Linked DNA regions of Sus scrofa: regions 2 and 3 are each linked to region 1. The links are chromatin contacts, called in public HiChIP or PLAC-seq maps. All regions are on one chromosome and are shown on one strand. The core of a region is the stretch at or near the end of the contact, and the rest is flanking DNA. Distances in the headings are between cores, read along the strand shown. Region 1 holds the start of IFIT2 (interferon induced protein with tetratricopeptide repeats 2). Region 2 holds the start of IFIT1 (interferon-induced protein with tetratricopeptide repeats 1). Region 3 holds the start of LOC100151816 (interferon-induced protein with tetratricopeptide repeats 5).

What was found. HiChIP or PLAC-seq counts read pairs in DNA pulled down with a chosen protein or histone mark.
Region 2: an H3K27ac HiChIP or PLAC-seq map of skeletal muscle shows a contact between it and region 1. The contact joins the promoter of IFIT1 here to the promoter of IFIT2 in region 1. A contact is called at or near these places in 1 of 5 promoter capture datasets (liver), 22 of 47 Hi-C or Micro-C datasets (adipose tissue, blood, embryonic fibroblasts and 9 more) and 2 of 2 datasets of contacts at active chromatin or transcription factors (alveolar macrophages and skeletal muscle).
Region 3: a contact with region 1 is called in an H3K27ac HiChIP or PLAC-seq map of alveolar macrophages. The contact joins the promoter of LOC100151816 here to the promoter of IFIT2 in region 1. A contact is called at or near these places in 2 of 5 promoter capture datasets (fetal liver and liver), 25 of 47 Hi-C or Micro-C datasets (adipocytes, adipose tissue, blood and 14 more) and 2 of 2 datasets of contacts at active chromatin or transcription factors (alveolar macrophages and skeletal muscle).

Annotation. Positions count from the first base shown.
Region 1 is chr14:101,191,679-101,195,393 of Sscrofa11.1, reverse strand. It overlaps IFIT2 (interferon induced protein with tetratricopeptide repeats 2), which reads right to left and starts at 1,796. Exons shown (of 2, transcript NM_001315658.1): 1 at 1,777-1,796. The coding sequence starts at 1,796. It also overlaps a transcript of LIPA not described here.
Region 2 is chr14:101,235,643-101,239,564 of Sscrofa11.1, reverse strand. IFIT1 (interferon-induced protein with tetratricopeptide repeats 1) reads right to left here and starts at 2,162. Exons shown (of 2, transcript NM_001244363.1): 1 at 1,945-2,162. The coding sequence starts at 1,949. It also overlaps a transcript of LIPA not described here.
Region 3 is chr14:101,253,121-101,257,413 of Sscrofa11.1, reverse strand. It overlaps LOC100151816 (interferon-induced protein with tetratricopeptide repeats 5), which reads right to left and starts at 2,596. Exons shown (of 2, transcript NM_001315572.1): 1 at 2,576-2,596. The coding sequence starts at 2,580. It also overlaps a transcript of LIPA not described here.

The DNA.
Region 1 (3,715 bases), core at 547-3,046:
TTGGGCCGCTCCCGCGGCATATGGAGGTTCCCAGGCTAGGGGTCGAGTCGGAGCTGTAGTCACTGGCCTACGCCTGAGCCACAGCAACATGGGATCCGAGCCGCGTCTGCAGCCTACACCACAGCTCATGGCAACGCCGGATCGTTAACCCACTGAGCAAGGCCAGGGATCGAACCCGCAACCTCATGGTTCCTAGTCGAATTCGTTAACCACTGCGCCACGACGGGAACTCCTCACAATTCTTTCTAAAGGGGGAGGGGGGTGCACAGTCTTTAAGGCATTAACCTGCTGTGACCCTCCTTTGCCTGGCAAAGCAATAAAGCTATTTTTTTTTTCCTTTACCCCAAACTCTGTCTCTGTGTTTCACTTTGCCACCAGCAGACAGAGGCTGAATCCCAGCAACACTAGATACCTCTAGAAATTCCAAATGTTTACACAGAAAACAATTTCTTCCCTTGCCTCTTATCTGGATGAAAGCCACAGTCACACTCTCTAGCAGTCTCAGAGCCAATGCTCCTGCCACAGGGTCTTAGAACAGTACCAGCACTACTGGGGAGCCTGGTAGAAATGCATGTCCTTTGATATCAAGCCAGGAATACCATATCTGAATCTTGGGGTCTGGGGAGTGGTATTTGAGCCCAAGTATCTATCTTTAACAAGCTCTCCGGGTAGATTGTATGTGTGTTCAAACTTGAAAACCGCTGTCTTTGAGCACAAGGGCAACACCTGATGACAATCCCTATAGCTAAAGAATAAGAGAAAATGAGAAGGACTGGATGGGTCTGTATTATTGTGGGAAAGATTCTAAGAGAAGGCCTTGCTAAAATTCTAACACACAGGAACAAGCTTCCTAAAGATTCTAAGTTACCATAGAAACAGACATCTGAAAATATCTCAAATTATTATTATTTTTTTCCTATCAGGCAGATGTGCAGACTGGCAGAAAAAATAATCATACTTCCTCTAGGAAGTAAGTAGTGAGGCTGGTACCCCTGGATTCTGGAGCTCCCAGGACTGAGGCTTAGGCATCCAGGCTCACCACTATACCCTTTAGCTGGAGAAAAGATAATAGAAAGCTCCCTTCTCACTCAATGAGCTAACACTTCCTCCTCATGGAAACCTTCTATTTCTGGGATATGAGAGGCGGGGATTATTTTCTCCAAGCCCTCCATCTCCAATTCATATTTAAGATAAGAGTAGAATTTTGGGGTGAAATATATTTCTGTTATTTTATCACCCTAATGCAAATCTGCGATGAATGAACACATTAAAAGTAAAACCCACCTTAGCATGAGGTGAGGTTGCTATCCTGAGTACACTTTTAACAGTACTTGCTAAAAAGAGATCCTTTATTGAGTAATAATGTTGTTAAAAAGCCCCTCACTTACTCCTTTCAAATAAGAAACAAAGGAGAGACAGTCTACAGGAGCAATTCCCCCAGTCCCATTTTTAAATAAAGCACCTGCCTGATAAAACATCTCTCTGCTCTCTGCTTTCCTGTCTCACTCTTCTCTGACGACCTCCGTGCTCAGCTTCCTGGTGAGAGATGTCTCGGTAGGAAGCTTGACTGTGTGAGGCAGGACATAACTTAGGAGTAAACAAGCCAACAAAAAGACAAATAAACCACCTACAGAGATAGATGCATTGTAAGGCTACAAATAAACACTAAAGCAGAACAATTCAGAAACTTGCCTTTTAGGTACATGACTATTTAGGTCTTGCTTTCCCCGACAATCTTGATTAGACATTTTCAGCACAATCAGAGGAGAGTCTTACCTCATGATTGCTGTGCACATCTCAGCTGTTCTGAAAGGCTGCAGTTCCAGCTACTGTGCTCTTCAGAAATCCTCCTCTGTCCCAAGTAAATATTAAAGAGACCTATATATGGAAGCAGCACCTGATTTCTTTGCCTAAACAGGCTTTAGGAAAGAGAAATTGAAACTGGAAAGTGAATTGGCAGTACTCTAAGAGGAAATGAATCTTAGTAAGAGCTGAATAAGAGCCAAGCCCATGGGTTACCCTCCTCCCCCACCCCCTGCAGTGAGTTAGAATTTCTTTGTGAATTTCCTCTGCCATCAAGGGAGCCCAACTGGAAGAAGGATACTTTTACTAAGCACTCTGCCTCATTATTGCAATGTTAACCCATCTTTACTCTGTCCACCCTTACCACCAAGGTGACCTGCAGGCACCTGTGAGGAGCAGTTATATAACTTCTACACAGCAGGGGGTTTTCATCTGTTTCACTTACTGCTGAATTTCCAGTCCCCGCAATAATAATACTTGGCACATGATAGGCATTCAAAAAGTCGTTGAATGAATACATACATGATTAGAACCATGGACTCTGATGCCAATCAATCTGGATTTGAAACCAGGCTCCGTTTATATGCTGTGACACTAGAAATTACTGAAGGTCTCCCTGCTTTAGTTTATTCTGTGAAATGGGAATCCTACCACTATGTATGTGGTGTTGTGAGGATCAAAGGGGTTAATACATGAAATGCCATTAGAATAATGCCCAGAACATAGTTAAAAAGTTAGTTTTTATAATAATTAGTGACTAAAGTCATTAACACAAGGGGGCCAGAAGGTTTGCTTGTGATATTTGCCTCTTTCAGAACTTTGGTTGACATTCCACAATCTCTCATGATCGCTAACCTAAGCCAAACATTCCTAACATCTCTACACATTCTTGGCTTCCCTGAGCTCAACTTCTTAAATTCCCGTGGGTCACCTTGGGATTTAGCATCTGCACACCACCATCTGCAGCCATAGTGGTTTGTTTGATAGAGGAAATTTGCCTTATCCTTATTTATATCCTTAATCACAAGGGGATTGTGATATGCATAGATGCAAGAGAGAAGAAGTAACCACACCAGGTGTCTTGGAGGTCAAGAAATTACACAGAGTGTAGGCTAAACATAGTCTCTGTAAAAGTGAGTTTCTAAGGCAAATTATTCAGTGTTGGGAAAAGCATTATTTATCATGGATTTTTACAGGTTCTATGTACAAGTTCTCTGATGTATTTATAGAAATGCAAGTTAGGTGTACAAGAAGTGTTGAAATAGGAAACTAGAACACTGTGGGATTTGTTTTGTTTTGGGGAATGCACACTCACTCAATAAGACTATTGGTTAGAAATGTTTAAATTTTGTTAATAAAGGTTCTGGCTGGGGAGCACAGAGAGAGAGAGAGCCTGGTCACTGTGTTTTGAAGTGCACAGAGATATTGATTTATTCTTCAGAACTTTGTGTGGCCAGTGCCTGTGTATGATGTGTCCACAATAGGAATGAATCAGCTGATCTGGTAGCTGGGCTGGTTTGAGAATACAAAGTGTAATTGCAAAATAGAAACTGGGAAGGAAAATCAACTTACTCCTAACGGTTTTCTATGAGAGAATTGAAACTTACTCAGTGAGAGTTCTGATTACTCTGCTTATTACCAGTATTTATGTGTCTGTGTTCTAAAATATGGGCCTGAAACTGCCCCTGTTTCAGTCCAAACTAAGGGAGAGTCCTTACTTGCTGTTCTCTGAGATGAGGAAAGCCACCTTGAGGGGCTGCATCAGTTGCAAAGTAGTTTAATGTGCTAGTTCTCACATTGTCATCAACCACCAGCAGTATCAGCATCACCTGGGAACCCACTAGAAATGCAAATTCTCAGGCTCCATTCTATACCCAGTGAATCTGAAATTTTAGAGGTGGGGCCAAGCAAT
Region 2 (3,922 bases), core at 913-3,412, 44 kb before region 1:
AAATCAACCAATTTAATATATCATATTAAGAAAAGAAGGGAAAACCCCTTACATTCTTATCTCAATGGATATAGAAAGCATCTGGCAAAATTTAAAATGTTTAATGTTTAAAAAAAAAAACACTCAATAAACTAGAATAGAAGGAAACTACCTGAAGGTACTAAAGTCCATCTATTGAAAGTCCATAGTTTGGTTCATGCTCAATGGCAAGAGATTGAAAACTTCTTCTCTAAGATCAGGAGGTGGGCAAGGGTGCTTGCTTTTCTATTCAACGTAGTTCTTTCTTTTCTAGCCAGGGCAGTTAGTCAAGAAAAGGAAATAAAATATATTTAAATTGAAAAAGAAGAAGTAAAATTATCTCTGTTCACAGGCAATATGGTTTTGTGATAGAAAATCCTAAAGTTTCACGCAAAAAAACTGTTAGAACTAATTTCAGCAAAATTGTGGTATACAAAATCAACACACAAAAATCAGTTCTGTTTTTCATACACTAACAGTGAACAATCTAAAAAGGAAATTGAGAAAACAATTCTATTTGCTATAGTATCAGAAAGAATAAAAGACTTAATAAACTTAACCAAGAAGGTGAAAGACCTGTGCACTGAAAAGTACAAAACATTGCTGAAAGAAATTTAAAAAGACACGAATAAAGGGAAAAGCATCCTGTGTTCGTGGGGTGGAAGACAATATTGTTTAGATGTTAGTATCATCCAAAGCAATCTACAGATCCAATGCAATCCCTATCAAAATCAAATGACTTTCTTTTTTTTTTCTTCTTTCTTTCTTTCTTTCTTTTTTTTTTTTTTTTTTAGCAGAAGTAGAAAAAGCCATCTGAAAATTCATATGGAATCTCAGGGGATCTTATATAGCTAAAATGATCTTGAAAAAGTACAAAGTTGAAGGTTTCACACTTTCTGATTTAGAAACTTGCTACAAAGCTACAGTATCTGTGGCTGTGTCATAAGCCAGTCACAAAAGCCATGTGTTATATGCTTCCATATATATGAAATATCCTCAACAGGCAGATCCATAGAGACAGAAAGCAGATTAATGGTTGCCAGGACCAGGGATGAAGGATGAGTAGGAAGTGACTACTTAAGGGTATGGGATTTCCTCTCAGTGTGATGAAATGTTCTTAAGATAGATAGCGGTGATGGTTGCACAACGTTGCAAGTGCACTAAATATCACAAAATTATATACTTAAAAATAAAGTAGTAAATTTTATCTTACATGTAATTTAATCACAGTAAAAATCATATTACTACCCTGACTAGAAGTTCTACAAATTATGTGTACGTATATATGCATATATATGTGCATATATATGTGTGCGTGTGTGTGTGTATATATAAAATTACATCCAGACAGATTGACAAGACCTGACGTAGGAACCTGTGTCAGTGCAGATCATGAAACTGGAAGCTGGCAGAGAAAGGTCTTGTTCTCTAAGCAGTGAGCTTGTCCTATTCATCCCCCCACAGTATTTCCCTCAAGACATCTGAGAGACCCCACAACTGTGGCTCACACAGCTGTGTGGGTCCTACTTTCCCTCCTGGTGGGGAGCTGGAAAACAAATATCTCTATCTAGGAAATTGTCCATCCTCCTAGGTCAGACAGAAGTGAGGTTGGTAGAAAATTATTTCAGAGATTGGAATCCTTTTCTCCCATTTCTTTCTTCCTACTTCCCTGCCCTTCTTTGGGCTTTAACATGAGGTAAGCTTCCTCAGGGCAATGCTAACAAAAGTAAAAATGTCTGAATTAGTAAGACAGTTTATGTATGTGTATGAATGTGCATGAGCACACACACACACTCAGTCTAAAGAAGATGATCAAATAGAAGAGTATGGAAATGATATCGCTGAAACTAAATCTGTTGAAATAGTATGATTAACATTTTTAAAAAAACTTTACACCGAAAGACAGAGAAGCAGAGAAATCCTTACCTCATGGTTGCTGTGAGTCAGGCAGCAGTTCTGCGGTGTTTGGTTTAGCTGGATGGGCTCCTCTGTGATCTGTCTAGTCTGTCTTGTGGATTTCCAGATAAATTTAAGCCCTAGAGCAGGGCTGTACGTATAAGTGGGGTAAACAAGAGCTAGTGATGTAATCTGTGGGTGTGTTGTTGCAAAGATAAATTGAAAACCAAGATGAAAACTGAAAGTAGAAAGTGAAATTAAAGTAGGCAGTGTTGTGAAAAACGAAACTTAACAGGCATTGCTTCCTTTGCTGTTTTGAAAGCTGATTTAGAAGAGGCTGGTGGAAAGCAATTTAATTGATATGCTAATTCTGCTCTCAAGGTCATTAAGGCCTTGTAGGAACCTGAGAGCCAAGAGGTGCCAGTAATGTGGAGTCTATGGAACCTGCAGCCAGGGACACCTGTAAAACTTGGCTATGTGAACTTGCCAAGGTCATGCCCCCAATCTGTGCCTTTGTTTGCTCATCTGGAAAGAAAAATTGTTCTTTTTATGGTATTAAAATTCTGCAAATCACTAAACTGGTGTCTTAACCCAAATTTGTTTCTGGGAGGTTGTGTCTTGCTAATTATTTTGTGCCTTTGCATACCCTTCTTTCTGGAGAATGGTCTGTGATAGTAAAAATCCTATAATCTCTTCTTTATTCATAGGAACAAAGAAAATGTAAGTGCTAGCATTCTAAGACTTCAAACAAAACATGATAGGACTTAATGAAAATATTTCCTTTTTAAAATATTTTAATATTTTATTTACAAAATATTTTCTCTAAACTTAAATATTTTAACAGTCTCTATTATAGTCATCTAAAGTGTTCTTATTCACTAGATGTGATTATTATACCTGTGCAGAAGTGTTGTCCTTTTGGTGCCCATGGCATCCAGGTTTGGCCTACCTCAACCTGGTCTGTATTGTGTAGTCATGGTACTTGTGGTAAGAGGTTGAGAAGAATAAGAGATGAGACTAAGGTCCTGGGTATAGATTAGGCTCCTGTTACTGATCTGCCAAGCTGTTGTTGGTGTCTGCCAAGCTCTTGTTTTCCATACTTTGTGTTGGAAATTGCCCCACTCTCCCGATGCATGTAATAAAGTGGTGATTTCCAGCAGCTTTTACAAAGCAAATTTCTCCCCAATCATGGTTAAATTATTTATTTATTTGTTTGTTTGCTTTTTAGGGCCACACCCGCGGCATATAGAGATTCCCAGGCTAGGGGTCAAATTGGAGCTGCCCCGCCAGCCTACGCCACAGCCACAGCAATGCAGCATCCGAGCTGCATCTGTGACCTACACCACAGCTCACGGCAGTGGTGAGATCCTTAACCCACTGAGTGAGGCCAGGGATCAAACCCGAGTCCTCATGGATACCAGTCAGGTTCATTACTGCTGAGCCATGAAGAGAACCCCCATGGTTAATTTAATTATTGGAAAGCCCCCTCCCCCTTATTGAGAGGAGACTGTTAGACTTGCTTCCTGGCAACTGTTGAGCCTGAAACATATATATTTGGCTACCACTGTCATCTGTGTTTTTCCATGGGGTCTGGCAATAATAAAAACAGACGAAGCTTATTCACAGAGAATAATATCCAGTGGTTGAGATGAGAGAAATAGGGCATTTGAGATAAGAGATGGAAAGTTCTGATGGTGCCTTCTGTCCATAGCTTCAACATGAGGAGTCAAGGGGTAAGCAGTATCTAGGGTTTCCAGGTGAGTACTGAGTTGCATAAGCCCACACTGCCCATGACTGTGGACCTGGGACCAAATTGAGGGGTGTTTACAGAATTGCAAAAACCCAGTGACTATCAAGGGCTTAGAACCAGATGTGCCTCCTACCCTAAAGGAGAGCTTAAGCCCATTGTTGCCAATCATGGAGGTTGGTGGCTGGGTTCTAGATGACTGTACAGAAAAGGGAGAATGGAAGGAGGTAGCCTCATTTTTAGTTAGCCTCCTGTATATAG
Region 3 (4,293 bases), core at 1,347-3,846, 61 kb before region 1:
ATAGGCCAAATAACCTAGGAGTAATCTTTGACTCCTTTTTTTTCTTTCAAGCCCTCATCCAATCCAATAGGAAGTCCTATTTAGTCTACCACCCAAATATATCTCAAATCCATCCATTTTTCTCCATTTCCACTGCTGTTATCCTGGTCTAAACCACTACCTTTCCTTTGAGCTGGGGCAAAAATATGGTCTCCCTGTTTCCACTCTTGTTCCTCATAGCGTATTGGTAAACTTTTTGAAAACATAAACCAAATTATGTCAGTCTCCTTGTTTAAAATCTCCCAATGGCTTCCTGACACTCTTAGATCTTAACCTAGCCTTTTCCATGTCTTACAATTCCTAAAGGAGATTAAACTTCTCTACCCATCCAACCTTCTCTCCTACTCTCCTCTTCATGCACTACGTTTAAGACATACTGACCTTCTTCCTATCTTGAACATACCAAGTTCAAGGACTTTTACACTTGTTTTCAATTCTACTTGGAAAGCTCTGCTCCTTAACCTTTGTATGAGTAGCTCCTTCAACTCAGCTCAAATATTTCCTACCCAAGAGGTCACCTGTGGCAGACCTATCTAAAATAAGCCCCTCCCTCCATTCTAGGTTGCTCTCTTAATTCATCACACTGTTTTATTTTCTTTATGGCTCTTATCACTTCCTGAATTATATTATTTACTCATTTATTTCTGGTTGTCTATTCCCCCATTTAAATGAGAATAGGGACCTTGTTCTGGTTTTATATTTTCACCCCAGAATTTATTATTTCAGGCATATAATAAATATTTGTTGAATGAATGAATGAATGCAGTTACATACTAGTAGCTTCTGGCATTTCCAGCCCAGAGGCATGGGCCTGGCATGAAAAAAAAAAAAAAAAAAAAAAATCACCTGAATTTCAATTCCTGCTAGTTCCTCACATCCTGCTAATGGCTCCAAACTTTCTGCCACTTCATTCTTCCTATTCTACTTGTTTTTCCATCTTGGCATGCTCTCTCTCTCTCTGGCTCTGTTTAGATTTTGACAGATTCTGAAAATAGGTTTTGAACTATTTCCTAGAGTCCTGACTGGGAAACCTAGTTATAACTGTCCCTTGATAGTTGTTCCTTTCGCCGGTGTAAAGGCACCAAAATCAAAGGCAAGACATGCCATGCCCTTAACAGCCTGGCCAGATCCACGACAATATGGGCTTCTCAGCCCTCTGCCCATCCATAGAGTAAAATCTGCTTCTGCCCAAGGATAGTGAGGAGGGAGGGCTGCCCCAGGCATTAGGAACCTGGTTGTGAGATCTCCAAGGGACATTCAGTCAGCCACTCAAGTGCTATGCCCACACTCTGTAGAATTTATGCACAACTGGATACTATGGGAAGTTTCACTTTTTCAAAAGCTTTGTCCACTTAATTTTTTAACTTTATCTCTGGGAAACTAGCAGAGAGAGGCTACTGTGTTTGAGGATGGAACATTTATCTTCAGATGACTTTGAGGGTTTTGTTTTGTTTTGGCGTTTTTTGTTTTTTTTTTTTTTGGCCAGGAAGGAGCGGTCTTTCATTTTCCTTGGGAGAACAGTTAGTCCCCAGTGGAGTCCACCCCTCTTCCACCCCATCCTGCATACATAGACAGTGCACCTAACTTTCCCTCCTTGTCTCTTCAGGCCCCTTCCTGATACCTCTCACCTCCCTCCCTTCTTAAAAATGGTAGAAGTGAGGCACTTATTACATTTTTAAAAAACATATAATGATAGGCAACATTTTTGCAAATATCGTGTGCCAAGCAGTCAACGGACCCTGTTCACACTCCTAAGAGATGAAGCCATCACCTTTCACAGATAAGAAACAGACTCGCCGAGCTTAAGAAACTTTTGCTTTGGGTTACCCAACTAGTACGTGGTCAGAATCAGGATTTAGAACAAAGGGCTCCACTGGCTTCAGGTGCCCAAGATCCGAGCCTTCCACTCCTCAACGTCCTAAATGCGGACGGTTCCTTACCCAGGTGCAGGGCAGGAGCCAATAAAACGGGTGAGCCAAGGTCCCCCCCACCCCACCCCATCTTCCTCTGAGCAAGAAAATCTCAGAAAACGTTGGATGGGGTGAAACAAGAAATATCCGTCTGCGGTACAAAGGAAGTGGGGAGAAGTCTGACCCAGGAATCAGAAAGGCAAAATGGCAGGAGCCGACGCGTGTGACGCCGGGGGGCTGAGGCCTGCGGGGACCCGGCCACGCCGAGGCCAACCGCACCCGCCCGGGGACCGCGGCGACGGGAGCCCCAGGGAGGTAAGAGGCCCAAGAGGCGCGTCGCCTGCCCCCCACCCCCCACCCGGGGCCAACGGTCCGGACTACAGACGCCCGGGACTCACGGGTAGGGTCCGCTCGGCCAAGCTCCCGGGGAGGCCCGCCCTCGGCCGCCCCGACCAGGACGGGGCTGCCCGGGAGCATCCCCAACGCAGACGTCCGCCCGCCGGGCTCAAGGGGCTCCGAGCCCATTCCAGGGCCGCAGCGCAGCGTTGCAAATGGAATAAGAGAAACACGGGTGGGAAACAAAGGCCACAAGTTGCTGGGGAGGAAAAGAGGGGAGAAGCCCTTACCTCATGATGGTTGGGTTCCGCGGCCGTGCAGGAAGGCGCCGGTCCCCTCGGGCTTTCTCCTCAGCACTCGGTTCCTGCGCGGCCGAGCGGCGGGCTCGCGGGCGCGTGCTCGTGCTGTACGCGTGCGCGTGGTCATGAGGGGACCGCGGCGCTACCTCCGCTCTTAGGCTGCAGTCATTGTCAACCGCGGACCGAGCGGGAAAAGGAAACTAGAAAGTGAATCTGATCCCCGGACAGGCGGAGTCCAGCTTGGGAAACAGAAAGTTCTGGAAGCGCTGAGTTGGGGGGGCCCCCGACCGGGCTGAGGAACCGAGGCAAGAGGTTTGCGCAGCGCGCGACGGGGTGGAGTTCATCCAGGGTGAAATTTGCAGCTGGGCTTTAGGACTTCTCTCTTCGCTCCTACCTGCCTCATTAAATTCGCGTGTCTCTCGATAACGTTTTTTTTTGTTTTGTTTTATGTTTTTTTTTTTGGGGGGGGAGGTGTTTTACCTAAAATGGAGATTGTTAAGCGTTATTTTTGTTGGGGAACGGCGATGCTCTTGACAGCTTTGTGCATCCTAAGCTGAACTGAAATCTTGATTCAGCAAACATAGGTGCAATGCTGTGCACTTGAGCCATAATTTCTATTGGGTAAATCTAGAGAAATTGTGGGATCAAAATGTGTAAGCATTCAGAGTTTTAGTAGCCATTGCTGAAAAGCTTTGTGAAGACATTTCTGCACCCCCACCCAAAATTGTGTGAAAGTTCCTTTGCCTTCCATGTCCTTGCCAACTGTGTTTCTATAATAAGGTCCCAGTAAAGATGGGGTGGTATTAGGAATCTAAGTAGAAAGTATCAAATGCCCATACACTAAAATTTTTGTCCCTTTCAAATTCAGTCATTCATTCAAGTTTTATTAAACAACTGCTAAGAGCCAGACATTGTTCAAGGTCCTGTCAATACAGCAATGAATAAAACAGACAAGCGACAAGTCCTGCCTTCTGTCTTCTGCATCTTGTTTCTGGTTATGCAGAGGGCGAAGACAACTCTCAAACCTTGAGAAAAAGTATTCATCATCAAAAAGACACTTATTACCACTTTTTTTTTTTTTTTTTTACCATTTAGTGACTTTGATTTTTAAATGAATGGGCAACGATATATAGTTTTTACTATTTGGTTAATTAAGAAACACTGACTTTGATTTTTCATTCAGTTTTGCTAGAAAAAATGGCTTGTAGGTCAAGTCAGTTTCTGCTCCTCGAGAATCATGTTAAATGTGGCTAACATTTAGGTACAGAACTGGCGTTAGTTGTGCATTTGGGACTTTATTATTCTCTTGTTTGGAATTAATTTCTAGTGTGAGAAGTAAAGATAAAGGGAGTTCCTATTGTGGCGCCGGGCAAACAAACCCGACTAGTATCCATGAGGATGAAGGTTCGATCCTTGGCCTTGCTCATTGGGTTAAGGATCCAGTGTTGCCATGTGCTGTGGTGTTGGTTGCAGATGAGCCTCAGATCTTGAGTGGCTGTGGCTGTGGTGTAGGCTGGCAGCTGTAGCTCCAATTTGATACCTAGCCTGGGACCTTCCACATGCTTCAGGTGTGGCCCTGAAAAGAAAAAAGAAAAAAAGAAAAGAATGAATAAAACATTTTGTCAGATGGCACTATGGAGAAAAAGCAGAGAGAAGTTTGGAGTGCAGTGTGTTTTGTGTTTTAAATTTTTTGGTGAGGGAAGGTTTCA